Regions from separate parts of the Danio rerio genome. Here regions 1 and 2 are each linked to region 3. Evidence: chromatin contacts called from public HiCAR-type and Micro-C data. All regions are on one chromosome and are shown on one strand. Each heading gives the region's core, a stretch centred on a gene start, on an enhancer-like site or on the middle of the called end of the contact. The rest is flanking DNA. Distances are from core to core; before and after follow the strand shown. Region 1 holds the start of jmjd7 (jumonji domain containing 7). Region 2 holds the start of LOC110438057. Region 3 holds the start of mapkbp1 (mitogen-activated protein kinase binding protein 1).

Evidence for each region. Hi-C and Micro-C count contacts between places; a contact is called where the count stands out from the background. HiCAR-type assays count read pairs that join an accessible place to other places.
Region 1: a Micro-C map of caudal fin shows a contact between it and region 3, with 3 times the contacts expected there. The contact joins the promoter of jmjd7 here to the promoter of mapkbp1 in region 3. A contact is called at or near these places in 3 of 18 Hi-C or Micro-C datasets (caudal fin, hematopoietic stem cells and an unstated tissue) and 3 of 4 datasets of contacts at active chromatin or transcription factors (caudal fin, embryo and gastrula embryo).
Region 2: a contact with region 3 is called in a HiCAR-type map of caudal fin, with 4 times the contacts expected there. The contact joins the promoter of LOC110438057 here to the promoter of mapkbp1 in region 3. A contact is called at or near these places in 1 of 18 Hi-C or Micro-C datasets (caudal fin) and 2 of 4 datasets of contacts at active chromatin or transcription factors (caudal fin and embryo).

What each region holds. Positions count from the first base shown.
Region 1 is chr17:11,930,203-11,932,902 of GRCz12tu, reverse strand. jmjd7 (jumonji domain containing 7) reads left to right here and starts at 1,334. Exons shown (of 8, transcript NM_001017615.1): 1 at 1,334-1,541. The coding sequence starts at 1,493. It overlaps tbpl2 (TATA box binding protein like 2), which reads right to left and starts at 1,209. Exons shown (of 7, transcript NM_214796.1): 1 at 840-1,209. The coding sequence starts at 893.
Region 2 is chr17:12,008,518-12,011,217 of GRCz12tu, reverse strand. It overlaps LOC110438057, which reads right to left and starts at 1,419. Exons shown (of 8, transcript XM_073928205.1): 1 at 1-1,419. The coding sequence starts at 19.
Region 3 is chr17:11,785,186-11,787,885 of GRCz12tu, reverse strand. mapkbp1 (mitogen-activated protein kinase binding protein 1) reads right to left here and starts at 1,321. Exons shown (of 29, transcript XM_073928203.1): 1 at 850-1,321. The coding sequence starts at 963.

The DNA of each region.
Region 1 (2,700 bases), core at 85-2,584, 150 kb before region 3:
GTGTGTGTATACTAAAGAGGTATATAAAGATAAATCATTTACATAAAAATAGAAAAAATACATGGAATATACACACCAAATATATTACTCAACAAGCACAGTAACACTGAACAAATTTTACAATTAAATGTCTGCTTTACTGCAACTCGAAATAATCAAATAAGTGTATTTCACGACGCTTCAGAAAATTTGCTTTAACAAAACATGTATTGGTATAAGGACAAATCTTACTAATAAATAAGAGAAACATACATGACTAGTATGAATAAATTTTAATATATGAAACTAGTATTTAATAGGCATTTTACAGCAATACTGAAATTTCTTTTGATGCTGGACATTAATTAATGTTTTAAATAGATTTTGTAAAAGACTTTTTGTATTAATGTCTCACAATAACTTATTATTGCATTTATTTTTCTGTAGATCTTCTTAAATGCTTACTGTATAATTTAATAGACTTGATTTGTGTTACAATGATATGTGCATCATAAATACATGAGTGCATTATAGTTGTGTGTATATATAATAAAATTTTTGTGAATTAAAGTAAATTAAAATAAAACATTAAGCATATTTTCAGACAGTTTTCACACACACAAAAAATTCTTGAGGTGCTAAAATAACAAAAACTAAACTGTATATATGAATAAAAACTACATATACATATGATAATTTAAATGAGAACAAAATTACAAAAATTTTCCTAAACTGAAAACATTATTTACAAAAATACCATCTGTTAATAAATAATAATAGTATATCGGTCATTATGTTTTAAGCTAACATAACAAAGACTCCAACACAAGACTTTTAGCATTTCATTTGACGTTACTTACAGCAATAGTCTGGTCAAAGTAACTTTCGAGGGATGCCTCCTCATCCATGTTCATTGCAGTCCATTGAAAGCCAACTAATTTACAGTAAACGACCAAATAAATTAAAAGTAACGTTAAATTAAAAAGTCTCCAGTCTCAGTAGTAGCAGTGCTGTACCTGTGGATGAGTGCTAACGTTAATCTAATTGGCATCAAGTGTGAAGCTGCCCACAGAGGCGTGACAAATCATGCCATCAAAACATAGCTTTGTACGTCTAATATGCTCAAGGAATTATATATTTTAATAGAACAACAAAAATACTAATTGGTTATTTTTTTCGCGCTAACAAATCCAACACAACTTTACCTAGAACATAAAAATATTCTTCTGCAATGCGGTCTCCGGCCTGCAGAGGGAGACAGATAATACATTGTAAGCGTATGGTCACTTGTGCGCATGAGCGGAAAACAACTGTCATTAACATCAAAACAGTCGAGCATGTGTGAGAAGTGCTTGAATTCTCAGTTATTCTCATTATTAGTTCAGTGTTTGGTTTTTCGCTGTGTTTAATAGTTTGGCATGAATAGAATAAAGTACTGTATGAGTATTTTGAGCTGACGGAGGCTTGTGATAAATCAACAGATACTGATATATAGAAACATGTGGATAAGGATATGGATGAAGTTAAAGAATGCTTGAGAGATTTTCCTAAAGAGGCTCGGGGTGAGTTTTCACATTTTTTTACTTATATAATACATAATCAAACGTACAGACTGAATGACATATAATTTACATTGAAATAAAAAAGTTACACTGAATTAACGCACCAAATTATGTCAAATACAGAAACATTGAACAACTGGTTGAATTTTACAATTAAATGTCTGCCTTATTATCATATATTAATTGTAATAACAATTAAAATTATTTCCTGACGAATAGCTAAAACTAAATATAATTTACATTAATAAAAACTATATAAACATTTAAAAGCTAATAAAAATTACAACATATCCAAATGTTTAAAACTGTATGTATATATATATATATATATATATATATATATATATATATATATATATATATATATATATATATATATATATATTTGGAAGATGGAAAATAAAATCAAGCTATTAACTTAAATAAATAATCGTAAAATCTCCACAATGTTAAAATCTAGATGAAGACTTTACACAAGCATTTTATAAAATACAATAAAATCTTAAAATTGTATTTTAGAATAAACAGACAGACATAATATCTATATCATAGGTCTCAAACTCAATTCCTGGAGGACTGCAGCTCTGCACAGTTTTGCTCCAAACCCGATCAAACACAGCTGATCCAAATAATCGGGCTGTTTAAAAGCTGTGTTTGATCAGGGTTGGGGCAAAACTGTGTAGAGCTGCGGCCCTCCAGGAATTGAGTTTGAGACCTCTGATCTACATAGATAATATGTATATAATGTACACTGTGTAGACCGAAATATATGTTGCCAGAAAATGTATAATAAAAGTAATGGCTAAATCTCACATAAATGTGTAAAAATACTTTATCTCAAGAGTAATAAAAGCTATCTCGGAAGACTAAAATAATCAGTAATTTATATTTATTGCAGAATAATTGCAAAAGTTGTTTATAAAAGTTAGATAATTTAGATAAAACAAAACATTTACATAGTCTGAATAAAAGTTTGTAATCGTTAAATATATTACTAAATGAACTAAAACTAAATATATTAAAATATAATGCTTTAATAAACTTATATAGATAGATAGGTAGGTTGGTAGGTAGGATGGAAGGAAGGAAGGAATGAAGTCAGACAGCTCTAAAAACAAATATTTTCCTTTGTGCAAAATATGTTTTTAAGTCACAAACA
Region 2 (2,700 bases), core at 170-2,669, 220 kb before region 3:
TTTGCTGTTTTGTGTTCATAGTGGTTTGTAAATGCAGCACAGGGTTGCTTACAGGCTAAAAGTGTTAAGAAACCTGCATGTAGGAGTACATCAGATGTCAATATTGTGACAATTGTATTATATTGGGCAAATAAATTGCAGCAGCCTCATACACATGCTGCTTTCTGTGTTGTTATTAATGGTAAAAGAAGAAAATGACTCACTTTTTGTGACTTGTAAGGATAAACATTATACATATACATAAATATGAATGTATACGTCCCTTATTTTATATATTCATTTTTAATGAGGTCCAAATTATCAAGGTGAACCAACAGTGTCTTTATTTTCGTACTGTTGTTTTTTTTTTTTTTGGTTATCAATTTCTAATGACATTATGAGTAATTAAATTCAGCAAAGAAGCAGTGGATAAACTTTAATTCTATGATTTACTGCACATTTTGTTATAAATCTCTAAAATATTCTTGCAAAATGTGACATTTTGTAAGGAAATATCCAAGCAAATGTGTATGGCTTTGTCTTGCTTTGACTGCTAAGTCTATTTTATAAATTCTGATGTACAGACATGAAAAAAAAAATCTCAGTTTGAGTAAAACAAGTTTTTGTTTCATTCTACACAGTTCTGATCAAATTTCTTCCCAATTTAATATAAATATGTAGCCATTTTAGCATAAATCAATTTAAAATGTAAGTAGAAGTAAGTTTTAGACGTGTTTATTTAAAGTTTAGTTTATTTAAAGCTAAGAAATCAATAGCTTTGGGCACATATAGCACATCAAATAAAAACTTTTGTTATTTTGACCAACTTAAAAATGCTCTAAATGACAATGTTTTCATTTGAAATTTGGAAGATATTGTATCAGTCCTTTATAGAATAAAACTAATAACAGCTTCCCCAAACCCATAACTAATAAACCCAGAGAAATGGAGAATCTCGAATTCCCAAATGCAGGGTTCCACATAATTTATTCATGCTATCCCAACACCAATCGACTAAGTTAATGTAACAAATTTAAGTGGATTGAACAAATTGAGTTATCTCCAAATAATCTCAAGAATTGAGTTGCTTCAGCTAATTTTACTTAAATCAGCAGCAATTTTATGTAATTTTATTTTTATAGCTGTATATTGTGACTCAAAAGTTCAAAATATTACAATTTTTTAGGAAACACAAGCACTTATATACTAAATATTTGAATGTCATCATATTAGACAACAAAATTATGTTTGCCTAAAACCCTTATGCTAAAATGAGAGCACTTTACAAAAAAATCATGACTACAATTTTTTTTATGTTACTTTAACTTATTTAAATAAGTTAATCATGTTCCAACTACTTTTTTTTCAGTTTTTCAAAGTTTAACTTAATATTTTAGTCAGTTTGATTAATATAAGTTTGAATAGAAAAGTTAAAAACAGTGTAGTTATAACCTGTAATCTGTTAGACTTGCTTCATGTTTATTTAGGTCAATGTCTGTTCATGCTCTTCTCTTTCCGTAATATCAAACAGACTATACAGATATATATATATATATATATATATATATATATATATATATATATATATATATATATATATATATATATATATATATATATATATATATATATATATATATATATATATATATATATATATATATATAAACCATTGACATCCATAGTAGACACAAACCCTACCATGGAAGTCAATGGCTGTTTTTTCTATATTCTTCAGTATATCTTCCTTTGTGTTCAACAAAAGAAAGAAACCTGTTTACACAATTCCTTTAAAAGCTTTAATGATGAGGGAAAAAAGAACTACAAATCCCATGAAGCATTGCAAATGTCAAAATAGAATTATGAACATGAGAAATATACCACAACAGTATACTAAATAACTCAAAAAAGGTTAAAGATAACCCAACAAAGCACCAAATATTTTAACTCAACTACTGGGTTAAATAAATAACTCATGTACGTTTTCATGTAGAGTTGTTTGTTATGTCTAAAAACAATATAATCCATGTTTATTGAAACAAATTGGTTTTACATATTTTGAGAGCTTAGAGAGACTGCATGAAGGCTGCAATTAACATCAATATTTTTAAAAATAAGTTAAATTCTCGCAAAAAGGTTGGTTTGACAAAAGCATATCTGTCTTTAAAATGTATCAGTTATTAAAAGCAGTACCCATACAGTGAAAATGAATGGGCTTTTTACTTCTTGAACCTGACTGTAGCATTTTATGAGAGTGTTCATTACTAACAATGTTCCTTTTTTATATAAATTGCATGCAAATAAGTGCTGTAGTTAGCTTTCGGTGGGCCTGTTAGTATCCCGGAAGGTTTGGGTTGTCATAAAGTTCTATACATTAGACACATCAGAAAATGTATGATGGTAATGTTGATGATGATTGTATTAGCGGGACATGTGATAGTGGCCAATTAAGAACAGTGTGTTATTAATGTAAAATTAGACCTGAAATAAAATACAGTGTGAATGTAGATCGCCTTAATGATCCAATGATTAAAGAAACAACAACAGATGTAAACACTGAGCGCTGGGCATGGAATTACAATCCACTGTGAGATCTGTGTTGTACACTTTTACTGCCAGCGCCTAATATAAATAAAATAACAGCATTGTAAACTGAAGTCAAGGCAGTTGTACATTTTTAATCATGGAAACAGTCTGTCAGAGACGCCCTGGCAGAAATCT
Region 3 (2,700 bases), core at 72-2,571:
AGTACTAACTAATCTAATGTATATGCACAAATATAATAGTCTAAAGCTTCCTATTAAAAATATTAATTTAAAAGATAGATTTGTGAGGGGTGTACTTATATTTGCTGAACATAGTTCCTTTGATTATTCTAGCATATAGTGTAACATATTTTTATAACATGCACTTTCCCATTGCTTGAAATGTTTAAACTACAATATACTGCATGTCGAATGAACTAAAATCTTATGCTCAAAACTGAAAAGGCATCCAAAAATATATTCAATTATTTTAGATTATAAACAGCAACACATTTCTGAGCTATAAGCATGCATTATATTTTTTTCGAAATGCACTTTACTTGAATTCTTTTGCTTTATATTATATGTTGGTGGCTTAAAAAAGAACCCAAAAATTATATTACACTATTTATTATATATTTATTTATTATTAACAAAGAAATTTGATTGTTTTTTATACATCCTCGTGCATATGTATGCATTATATAGTAACATCAACACTCTCTATGCCTAAAATTTAAATTAATGCAATACACTGTAAATGAATCATGCATAATGCAGTGTATTCTCCAGACATGCCGTTTACCAAAGCTCGAAATGATGTGAGACATGTGGCAAATATAGGTCAGTGCATTTTACAGCCTTCACGCTGTTGCATTGTAATGACAGATCTACAGTATGCCTTTATAGAGTTTACATAACAAACCTTTGGATGGAATCTGACATATTAATGCCAGTTCAACATCACCTTACATTAAACTGCAGAAAATCACAGCTATGCATTATAACACATAACCTATACATATACTGCAGAGTGGAGACAGAGAGATTCATACAGTAAATGCACTGTACCTTATTACTGAGATTCTCTTTGTTGTTGCCAGCTTTACTTCTTCTCAATTTGATGGAAGGTGACCGTAGCAGATTTTTAATCCGACTTTTGATAGTTGTATTTTCCACTGTCATCTTGATTCGCTGTGCTGTTGAATCAGTGTTTCCAGCAAACAAACGGCGGGTCAGCCGAAAGCCCTTCGCTCTACAATCACAGTCGGTAATCAATCACACGATACGCGTTTAAAGCAAGCCATGATCTGATCACAGCCATTTAATTCGCATACTAAAACCCATTCACCGGAACCGTCATCGCGAATCCCCTCTATAAACGCTTTAAATCCCGTGCGGTGTTCCTGTCTGAGTGAGACGCGCTTCCCACGGACGTCCATTCGTTAAAACGGACCATGTTTAGTGTTTCGAGTCAGCAGTTTGACGGTGAGCCGGTCTGAGCTCCGCAAATCACCCACAGTCGTGATACCTTCACCGGTACGGTCTGTGTATTTACAAATCCTACTACTGTAAAGAGCACGCTCATGAATATTACCTCAACAACGATAAAATTGCCTTTTCGGCTATTCTGATTGGCTGAAAATATGACGTAGGGAGGCGGGTGCTGCGCAGCTGACCAATAAATAATCCTGATTTGGGGGACCGCTTTACTTGCTAATGTTAATAAATGGCGTCACTTGGTGCCCCTGTAAAGTAGCGAGATTGACCTAATTAATATTAAAATATGCCTTAGCCATAGTATACTTTAAGTACACAGCACGCATGACTACTTGTCGGATTATACTGCACATATGGGCGGTTGTGTGATACTGCAGTGTTGCTCTAAGGTGTAGACAATTCGTTTACTTTAGGCAAACTGTTTATTTTGATGTTCGAACAACAGGTTAGAGAGTAGGAAACTGAAAACTTTAAATTAGTTTTGACTTTTTTCCCCGAATAGGAACATCCAGCTTTGCGTTTTGGATCCTGGTACCTGGTTTATAGTTTAAAGCAGGGGTGCCCAAACTTTTTCTAACGAATGGCCAAAAAAAAAAAAAAAAAAAAAAAAAAAACTTGATTGAAAGTGCTGGACCTAAATATACCAAACTATGTTACATTAAAGTTTCCATGGTAACTTCCTAATTTAATCATATTAAAAATATACAGAAAAAAGAATTTACTTGTACCAATGCTTAATTATATATGTTTTACAGTTTATAATGAATAAATACAATAAAACCATAAACAATCTCATTTATGACCAGGGCCAGACAGAATCTGTTGATATTTTTTGACATTTCTGCACGTGATTTTGTAAAAATAAATCTACAAATTTATACTGAATGATTTTAAAGTAACATAACTGAAACTTATATGAAGTAAAAATAATAGGCTACCTTTTTAAATATTTACTTAATGTTAACAATGTGAATCCTATTAGATCCACCTAACAAAGCTAAACAAAGCAAGTATCTAAAATAAAATCGACTAAAAAACAGACAATATTACTTTACAAACTGAATTCTAAATAAATCATATAAGCATTTTCATATTAGTCAATAATATTACTAAAATTAATTTAAAAACTAAATAAATATACATTTACACACAAGTAAATGTATAGACTCAATATGGGCTAAAAATCTGTGGAAATCTGCAGATTTCTAAGCGTGCAGATTCTGTGTGGGCCCATTTATGACACACTAGAGTTAAATTATATATATAGGGATTCATTACCCTCTAAAATATCTGATCAATTCACATTTAATTGAAACATTTAATTTAGTTTTTTTGTAGCTCCGCAATTAAACAAACAAACGGTTATGTAAAATTAGAAATAGCAATCTCTGTTTATAGGTGGCTTGCAGGCCCTAATTTGGG